2 separate regions of the Mus musculus genome follow, and region 2 is linked to region 1. Evidence: chromatin contacts called from public promoter capture Hi-C data. All regions are on one chromosome and are shown on one strand. Each heading gives the region's core, a stretch centred on a gene start, on an enhancer-like site or on the middle of the called end of the contact. The rest is flanking DNA. Distances are from core to core; before and after follow the strand shown. Region 1 has its middle 180 kb from the start of Pter. Region 2 holds the start of C1ql3 (C1q-like 3).

What was found. Promoter capture Hi-C pulls out the DNA fragments that hold promoters and counts their contacts.
Region 2: a contact with region 1 is called in a promoter capture Hi-C map of hippocampal neurons, with 4 times the contacts expected there. The contact joins the promoter of C1ql3 here to the enhancer-like site in region 1. A contact is called at or near these places in 4 of 39 promoter capture datasets (the C10 cell line, hippocampal neurons and liver), 1 of 484 Hi-C or Micro-C datasets (ventral hippocampal neurons) and 2 of 115 datasets of contacts at active chromatin or transcription factors (neural progenitor cells and stem cell-derived neural progenitor cells).

What each region holds. Positions count from the first base shown.
Region 1 is chr2:12,743,433-12,748,488 of GRCm38.p6, reverse strand. No RefSeq gene overlaps it. Among named protein-coding and RNA genes, the nearest start is that of Pter, 180 kb to the left of the region's middle. Within about 2 kb of position 1,463, at least 5 of the 459 cell types and tissues checked have an H3K27ac peak or open chromatin away from gene starts, as enhancers often do. A contact at or near this core is called in hippocampal neurons, where this site is marked.
Region 2 is chr2:13,009,027-13,014,232 of GRCm38.p6, reverse strand. It overlaps C1ql3 (C1q-like 3), which reads left to right and starts at 3,369. Exons shown (of 2, transcript NM_153155.2): 1 at 3,369-3,973. The coding sequence starts at 3,386.

The sequences.
Region 1 (5,056 bases), core at 214-2,713:
TTTATTGTTGAAGTTAGATAAATTGTCTTTTCCTTATTAAAAGGATTAATTTTCTAAGCATTCTGTAATCTTGTTGTACAATAAAAACTGAACAAGGTTATAGTTATCCTCTGATTAGCCATACTAATTAGTGTCCACCTTCACAATGCCTTTGATGTGCATGTTTTCTAATGAATATATTCTTTTCCATTGTAGACAAACCCTTAATGAAGTTGTATGTACTTACATGCCTAGTAATGCTAACATATAGGAACTTTATGAATAATAAGATGAAAATTTATGGAAGAAATAAATTCATTGTTCACGCAAATTAATACAACCTTGTATCCTTAACCACCCTCAGTAATAATGCACTGTCATTACTTCGTGTGACTCGTTGATTTTAGACTTCTATATAGAAGAATAGGAAAACCTATTTGTCAAAGCTATTCGTCAGATTTATTTTTAAATGACACTATTTGGCAGTCATATCAATATAAATGACATATGATGGTGAAGCTAGATAATTAGATAGGTAGATAGGTAGATAGATAGATAGATAGATAGATAGATAGATAGATAGATAGATAGATAGATAGATGATAGAAGATATAGACAGATGATAGAGAGAAAGAGGGAGAGATGTGGGGGAGAGGGAGAGATAGAGGTAGATAGATGGTTATGTCTCAGTACATCAAAAATGACATTGGGACATTGTCCTGATGGATTTTACTGTCAGATTGATTGGGTTGGAAAAACCCTAGGAAAATAATAACTTGCACATGTGTGAGGGTGTCTCTAGAGATTAAGGGTGGCTTGTTGTGCGAGCTCTGACGATGTAATGGATGGATTAGTTCTCTGATGGATTCATAATATGATGTCAGTGTCAAGAGGTGATGTAAACAGCGGGGAGGACACAGATGAGTGAGGAAGACCTGGAGTATGTTGTGAGGTTATATCTTCCTCTTGTCTCTTCATGTATCCCTCCCTGTTTTCTACACAGCATGGAGTTAGCAACCTCTTTCCCCATAAAATGCCACATTCATAATGCTCTGCCTCACAATGCACTCTGAATCAAGTAAGCAGTCTGCTGTATCCAAAGAAGAACAATTTGTATGCATAATCAAACCCATGATCTGGATAAGTTGGTTTGCAGCAGGCATTAAAATAATACATTGATGTAAGTTGTTATCCTTCTTGAGTTAATTGTCTCATCATGTTGATTCAGGTGGCCCCAGTTGTTAGCGCCCAAAGATAAGTCACACTGCAGCAGTATTCCAATCCTCTCTTATTCTTAACATCCAAGCATACAACCTTTAATGGCTCCTTGAAGTGAATGATGCCAAATATGTACTAATGTTCCACTTCTAGTCCTCATTCAGATTTCCACAGCAGAATTTTCTCCCACAGAAGAGCAGAAGAGCTAAGAATACATTGGAACGTGGAGGGTGCCAATTGTCTGCTTCTCCCAGCTGTCAAGCTGCTGTTTTGTTAACAAGAAGTTTAGTGGGATATTCATTCTCTACAGCACCATATCACTGCCAGAAGAGAGCACAGAAATACCTAGGCAGATGTTTAGCCTCATAGCTAAGAACTTCACAGGATGCCAGCTCCAGTGAAACCAGAGTTCAATCACTCTGTTCTAATGATCCTAGAGGAAACAGGGAAATGGATGGAGAAGCCAGAGGGGATGGTGGGGGTTGGACCTCCTATTGCTTGAAATATAGCATCAAAGTGAATTTTCTCTGTTCAAGATTTAGCAATGCAGGGATCCTTATTAAATAAAGGTAAAGTTATAATTCAAAATGTGAGCTCCCAGGAGCAAAAGGACACGCTAGTCCTGCCACTAGCATTAAAATCACGAAGCAGAGGGACCATTCTTGTTGAAACTGTACGGGTTTGTAGAGAGGTGGCTTAGAGTAGAGTCCAAAGTCAGTTACAGAAAACTATAACTGGGTGGAGAACGTTCATAAGAAGCCATTAAGGAACACACAGAGAAAGAGCTAGGAATTAAGAAATGGTGAATCCACTTCAAGGCATGGGTTTATTTCATTGCTAATGAAATTCATATTCTACTTTTAAATGTCATGGTTCCTCACCTTGAACTCTACCCCACCCCCAACCTGTTTCATCCCAAAGTCACCCTTCCTTCCCCACTAGAAATAGAGTTACTCACCTGCTATTTCTAAAACTACTATTAATAGAGCCCCCAAACACTCGTGTCTGCTGAACAAGTCACCGAAAATAGCAGCACATTGCAATCTGCTGTTGAAACTTGTCAATTAAAATAATGGATCTTTAGTTGCAATCGTTATCACAGTTTGACTTAAAAGTGAGCAGATGAATTATGGTGAGGGTAAAGGAAGGACGAAGGCAAAGATAAATTTGTCAAATGATCCCCAAATTGACTTGGTTTTCAAAAAGGAATATGGATGTAGGAAAGTCATGTAGACTACTGTCTTATTGGCTCTAGACTGGGCATTGCCTCCTAGGACAGAGCAGGAGACTCGTAGATATTGAGATATCTTTTGAAATGCATGTTAATTATATTTAATGGGAATAAACACAAATTCTGCATTAAAGTTTAAGCTACGACACGAAGACCAGCAAGTTGATTCATGGATTTATCACTAAGTTTGAACACCTAAGTGGGGACCCACATATTGAAAGGATAGAACTGAATCCTTCACGTTGTTGTCCTAGGACCTCTCTCTATATATATGCATGCTGTGACATGTGTGCACCTGTCTCCAATGAAATGAAAATGTGAAGGGATAAAATAATCTTAAAATAACCAATGTGAGTCAATGTCTAAAGAGTGAAAATGCAGAGATAGTAGCTTAGCACTTCACGTTTGTTGTTTCCAATAAAAATGTTTAACATTTCACTGAAGGATAAAGATGTTTTCATATGCTTCATGTAACTGTATATATGATGACCATTTATGAGACAATTGTTTCTTGACAAAATTAGCCAGAGTCCAGATTAAGCAACAGAGTTGCAAGAGGATCTAGAACCTTCTGCTTCCCTCTTCTCACTGACGACTGAGCCTGACGTGATCCAATTTCCTGTATTTGATTCTCAAAGGTTATATTTCCTCAGTTTCCTGATTCATATACACAGAACAGCATTAGATTTAGTCTTTTTTTTTTTTTTGCCTTTTCCAGTAATCTTCCAGACCTTCCTTGCTGATCAGACAGCAGCTTCATAATGTGCGCCCAGCTGGACTCAAACTTTACACTGTGCTGACAGCCATTGGTCCACCTCCCAGCACACATCCCATGAAGTCTGCCTAATAACTCCCCTTTGTATGTTGGTGGGAATGATTGAACAAATGACCATTTAAAGGAATTTTACATTTTTTATGAAAAAATTTTAAACTTCTATTTTAAGTATAAAAATAAAAGTATTTTTAATTGAGCTCCCTTCACATGATAAGAACTAGCTTGTGTTTGGCAACTAGACACTTCCTTTTAGTGAGACTTTTGTTAATGTACAGTTAGAACAAATCTTTAGATGACCTCACCAAGATCAGGAAACTGACAACTCAGGACTAAGGAATCTTCATTGTTCCTATTTCTCTATTTTTAACTTGAATATTTGCAATTAGTTTCACATTTTGGTAATACCTTGTTTAAAGTCTCTCATTAGATACTTTAGTGAGATAAGCTCTACAGCAGCTGCTGCATTTTGGTCACTTCTGATTTGCATGACAGTTCTGTTAGGTGCTGAAACATTGTCCCCTACCTTGCTCAGATGCCATTCAGTGACTGCAATTCTTTAAGGACCCATTTCACATGGTCCTTTATTTCCAGGAATCTAAATATTCCACACAAATAGCCCTCCACCAAATGCTTGGATTTTCCATAACACAAAGTCCCATTGCCTCCTGTGTCCTGACGCTGAAAGCCCAATATCCCAAAGCATTAGCCACCTTCACCCTTGGTCCCTCTTCCTCTTGATAGCAGGATGTGGGTTGACTCCATGCTCTGGAAACTGCTTTCTCCCGTAAGTTTTTTAAACGCCAATTGCCCTTTCCTTTCCTTGAAGCTGTCCACAGAGGGTGACCTCTGACCCAGAGGCACACCATCCTGTCTCCTGTGTGGTGACTCTAGTTGCTTCTCATTGTACTCTCTAATTTGCATCGTGACTAATGTAAAGGTAGATGCCTGTGTTTGCAGCTACAGGAATAGCAAATGCAGAGGTGTTGAAAACGCTGTCATTGTAGTCTGTAGAGGGCTCTGTCAGCATTTTTTTTTCAGAAGGAAACAGCAGGGGCTTTTTATAATGTAACTTTAATTACAATGGCCAAGCACCCTGGCATGGTCTGAGGAGCTGCTTATGATACACCTGCCATGGATAATCTGAAATGCCTCAAGACAAGTCTGGCAAGTGGGGCCACCTTCCAGGTGCCAGCCAAAAGTTCTTTCTTGCCTGCACACTCTCCTCTGCATACTATTGGCCCAGCTACTTGAATACAGAGCAATATAAGAGAATGAACAACCATGGTCCAAGATATAAGGTGAGCAAAACCATGTAGTAAAACAGCCATGCCCAGGACACACCCAAATGCTTCTAATTTTCAGCTGTGATGTAGAAGTCCAAATTGATGAAATAAAATGTAATGGCCATTGCTTGTCTCTAACAGGAAGCTAGTCCTTGGAGGTTTCTCTTTCAAACCTGACCTTCAAAAGCCTAGTCAGATAATGAATCTCAAACTACAGCCAGCAGATGGCAACACAAAGAGTAGCCTGGGGTTCTTTGCCTGTTCTGTGTGGCAGGGGAAGTCAGAAGCACACTAAACAAAATTCAGAGATGGCTCGCAATCTGGTTTACCCAGAGACTAATTTAAGGGTGAGGAAGTATTTAGATTAGACAACACAAGCAATCAAATCTGTTTTATTGATGTTTCCTATCATGTTTGAAGGTAATTTAAAGTGTTCAATCATCAGGGAGCAAATAGTACTCACAGTACTCGGACTTCCATATTTCCCATATTTCTAATATAACGCATGGAATGTGGTCGAGCAAAAAAATTCACCTGAAGAATCCTTAAACTCTCAGGGTGAGTTGTTGG
Region 2 (5,206 bases), core at 2,120-4,619, 260 kb before region 1:
ACTAAATATTTTTTAATTGACACATATTCTATTATTATATACATAAAGAAGATGAGTAATAAGCCACATCAGACGGTTTATTCAAACTGTCAGAAGAAAGGATGAAGCATGAGTAACTCTCCAGAGAAGCGTCTGCAAACTGGAGCAGTAGAAAATGACAGCAAGCAGCCATACGTTCGTTTACTACCAAGTCATCCCTGAGAACCTTACAGACACAAAGGCTGCTTCCCCTTCCAAGTTCATGGTGGGGTGTTTCTAGAAAAGAGGAAGGAGGGCAACAATTCCAACTTACTTCATGAAAAGCACAGAGTATGGGGTCAGCCTTGGGACTCTGGAGAGGATCCTGTCACTCTGAACAAGCAGCACTAGACAAACCCTAGCAGTCTTCCAGGATGTCAGGGCCCTTGCCTGAAATGTCAAATTTTGCATTGTCCTAAGAAGAGGTTAGTGGAGGAAAGCCCCCATCTTATTACTCCTCTCAGGTGGGGCTTGGTGCATTAATATTTTGTAGAGCTTATCCCAGCAGGGTCACCAATGGCCCTGATTCTCTGCACAGCTCTGGTTCTTCCTGCCTGTATGAGCAAGGTGAAAACTAATTTCTCAGGGTTGTCTTGACTCTAATATTTCACATTTGCATTGATGGGTTCACTCATAAAATACGCATCTTTCATAGGAAAACTCTTTGTGTTCTGGGCTTTTGATGAGCATTTATTTATTGCTATTAAACAAAAACCTTTTCACCCCCTTCTACCAAACTCTTCTTAGTAATGAAAAGGCTCCGTGGACTGAGATATCCAGGAACAGGATAGAAGGTTCTGTTGCATTAGTATATTTCCTTCCATTATGGACATCACAAGCTTACCATTTTCTCACCTCAGAGAAAGTTCTCTGAGAAATAACTCAGAAGGTGTTAGAAAGGTAGGTGTTGATATTATGATCTGGAATGTTTGTTCTCCATGCTAGCCAGTGGGGGGAAAAATACAGAAACCAGGTAGTTCACATGAGCAAAACTGTACAGAATATATGTGTCAAATGTATCCTAAAACAAAAGCTAAGGTTTTGAGGGACGGAGGGGTCATTCCTCATTACCAGTGGCTAGAGCCCCACTTCCTTAGTGTTGACTCTCTCTCAGTTGCTGACATTCCTCTCCAGGAAGCCAATGAAGGTTTCTATGTCTGCCCACTTGACTTTGCTTTGAATCAGAGAAGGAACTTAACTGTTGGGATGGGGCACAGTGCAGAGGGGCTGTGGAATCTTGAAGGAGATACCTTGCTGTGGAGCCTACAGGCAAGACCAGAGTCTGCTGATAGTTACCTAGCATGTACTACTTGCTTGTTATATTATTATTTGTTCCTGCTCCTTATTTCAGATTCTCACCCCGTTGTAATAAGTAACTGTCTTCCCAGCCATCGTTCCGTATTGACAAGTAAATGTCATCCACGTTTGATTGACATCTATTGCTCCTGAATGCAAAAGTGTGATTTAGGAAACCAATTCTACTTACTTATTTAAACCCTTCTTATATGTCAAATGTATTTGCCAGTGGGGTAACTCCCCTAATACTCACTCTGGGGCCCCTCTATTAGTATTCTAAATTCAAGTGGTTTCTTCTTCCAGCTCTTCCACTGTTAGGGGTGGTGGCTGTTCTTTGTCATAATTTCCCTATTTTCCCTCCCCTAATGCATATCTGGGAAATCTGCTATGGTACCTACAGAAAGAACTCTGTCTCATGAAAACCAGCACTTTCGCAAATACCACTTGCTTTATTGTAAGACCTTCAAAGGCCTTTGGACAAGGGATGACTTCTCCTGCACGCTGCATTTTTAAGCAAATGCAACTTCAAGTCCAATGATGGTGTCTCCTGAAGGGCTCTGCAACTGGAAGCCTCTGAGTCAAATGCACATGCATGCTCAAGCCCTTGGCACTTGTGAAAAGAACCAGCCCTCCTCCTTTTGGGCGGTGGGCAAGTTCATTTAAATCAAGAAATGTCCTTTGGTTTTTAAGTACACGTCACTGTTCTCATCTTATTTCATCTAGAAGGCTATGGAAGCAAATGCTAAGGTTAAAAAAAAAAGCACGCACATCTACTGTCTGGAAAATTGGAGAGAGCCCTCCTTATGTTAAAAGTGGCATTTTGAAAAACACCTGAAGCACTGATTGTGGATGAGCCAGAGGAGAAATGTTGTCATCAAACCTCCCTCCTTTCAACCTTCACTTCCACCTCCAACAAGAGCTGTTGGCACTGGGGAAATAGATTTAGGTGTGACCCTTGAGTCCTGAGAGCAGTTGCGCAGCTGTCTCCCTCCCCCTAGTATGACCAGCTAGGGCGCTGCCATCGTCTGGGCTAGACAAGGAAGTATTCAGGGTTTCACTGTTCATCCCTTGCTGAGAGGGGGGAGAGGCCGAAAAAAAAAAATCCCACATTGTCAGAGTAATGCCAAACTCTGTGTGAGTGGGATGAGCAGAGCAGATGCTGCAGAGAGATGCCAAAGCGGCTCCCCTTCCTCTGTGCCTTGGGTTCCTATAAATTGCTCCGGCGCGCGTTTGTCAGCCTCCTCTTCTCCTGGCAGGTGGTACCCAGGCAGAATTCTGCGTTCAGCTCTCTCGTTCAGCTTTTCGGCGGCGAGGCTCTCGATGCTGCTGGCTAGCTCCTATCTCCTCTGTCCCTGAGCTTCTCTGAGCCGCGGATCCTGCGAATTGCCATTGCTCCGCGCATCTCAGGGGCCTCCCGACCCCAAGCAACCGCAGCCCTCTAGGGTTGGGGGGTGCGTTTCTGTTGGAGTTGCAGGAGAAAAAGAAAGAAAGAAAGAAAGAAAAAAAAAAGAGACAAGGACAGACGAACCAAGCCAACAAAAGAAAAGCAAGAAGCAGAAAAAAAAAAAAGGGCAACTTCAGACAGAAAGTTGGTGAGAACTGGCGCAGTCTGCAAAAAAGGAAAAGTCGATCACGGGCAGCAGCGGCATAAAAGTGTGAGCTGCTCCGGACGAGCGCAGCAGGCGGCAGCTGGCTTTGCCCTCCGGGTGGCCGCTCCGGCACCCGCCGCAGCCACAGGTGCGAAGGGGCTGGCAGGAGGCGAGAGGGCGCCCTGAGCACCCCTCCCCCCAACCCCCACCCCCAGCTCGGGACTTCAGTTCAAGTCACTTGGCGCCCCAGCTCCCTCCCTAGCCGCAGCCTCAGCGGGGGGGAGCAGGAGCCGGTCAAGAGCGACCGGCGCGCGCCCGCCCAGGGGAGTTGGGGTTCGAAGGGGGATTGTTTTCGGCTCTGAAGAGGTCCCCGCCCAACCTTCAAAATTTTGTCCAAAAGCAGACAAGAGGATCGGCCCGCGCTGAGCCGGCTCGTGGGCAGCAGGAGGCGCCTGATCGCCGCCGGGGCGCTGGGGGTGGTGATGGTGCTTCTGCTGGTCATCCTCATCCCGGTGCTGGTGAGCTCGGCCGGCACGTCGGCTCACTACGAGATGCTGGGCACCTGCCGCATGGTCTGCGACCCCTATGGGGGCACCAAGGCTCCCAGCACCGCCGCCACTCCGGACCGGGGCCTTATGCAGTCCCTGCCCACTTTCATCCAGGGTCCCAAAGGCGAGGCCGGTAGGCCGGGGAAGGCAGGCCCGCGTGGGCCCCCGGGAGAGCCCGGACCGCCGGGCCCCGTGGGGCCCCCGGGCGAGAAGGGAGAGCCGGGTCGCCAAGGCTTGCCCGGCCCGCCTGGGGCGCCCGGCCTGAACGCGGCCGGGGCTATCAGTGCAGCCACCTATAGCACGGTGCCCAAGATCGCCTTTTACGCTGGCCTCAAACGGCAGCACGAAGGCTACGAGGTGCTCAAGTTCGACGACGTGGTAACCAATCTCGGAAACCACTATGATCCCACCACGGGCAAGTTCACCTGCTCCATACCGGGTATCTACTTCTTCACCTACCACGTCCTGATGCGCGGAGGGGACGGCACCAGCATGTGGGCTGATCTCTGCAAAAACAACCAGGTGAGCGCGGGCAGGCAGTGGGGAGGGCGGAGAAGGTGCTGACAAGAGGGAGGAGACCCCGGAAATGGGGGTGGGAGCCCGCGGAGGAAGGGTGCGGCAACCCGGCTCCCCGGGCTAAAGCGAGGGGGACTCTGTGACATGCTGGAAAGGCGGGGGTCATACGCAGAGGAGAGCGCCTTGCAGCCCAGACAAGGTAGTTTTAGGGTGCCAGAACCGTGCTCGGCGCGTGCAATTGAGAGCATAACCCTCGAGGGGCGAGAAACTGGGATCTTGGCCCCGGGGCCAACTCGTGAACTTGCAGCAACTGTCTTACAGCAGGCCGGGAATCCCTGGTCTGTGGCATTATCTGCAGTTTAGAGTCGCTTCCAGCCTTTTTCTGAGAATGTAGAAGGTTTCAGAAGCCCGAAATGGGCGTGTCAGGGCTCCAGATTCAGAGGAGATAGACCAGCATTCCGGGGAGGATGGAAGGACCCCAAGAGCGAGTCTCAGACAAGGCTGCCCAGGGCTCAGACAGCACTCTGCCGCGCGCATGTAATGGCATGGCCTTTGAGAGGCTTTGGGCGGTGAAACTCAATAGTCACTTTACACTCCAGTTAGTTTCCAAAGGAAGAACTGCTGGGAACAGAAAAAGTTGCATTTACACTGTAACAGTATAGCAGCTGGCATGCAAACACAGGAACCCCCACTCTTGGAGTAGGAAAAGGAACAAGAAAGTGGTCCGGGAAGTTGCCGGGTCAGAGCTCAGCCCTTTCACCACCCACTATCTCCAGGGCAGCGCGGCAGAGGCCCTTCCTAATCCTAGCCTACTTGATCACAGCTGCCTTGCCTGGCTTTGCATTGGCTGCAAAATAGCCTCATATGAGCCTGAATCAGGACCTGCTCTTCAGAGCTGGTAGGTGGTGCCACAAGGAACACTGGCTTGCAGTGCGGGCCAGGACTACTTTGCCTTTGTTAGAGTCAAGTCAGTGCAAAACCGAAGCATCTTTGTTCTTGTAGCCGCAGGGAGAAAATACACTTCTAACTACCTAAAAGTGTAATCAGACCTTCTGCACAGTCCAAGTAGCAGGCACCCGGTGGTGAGGCCTTCGTACTGGTAGCCAACTGTGCTAGCTGAGTTCCTGAGCCCTACACTTTGCTTACTGACCAACAAGAAGAAAGATCCCGCGTCCCTGTCATCACCTTCAAGATACCTCGTTTCACGCAGTAATTTTGACTTATCAAGGGCCGGCGTGC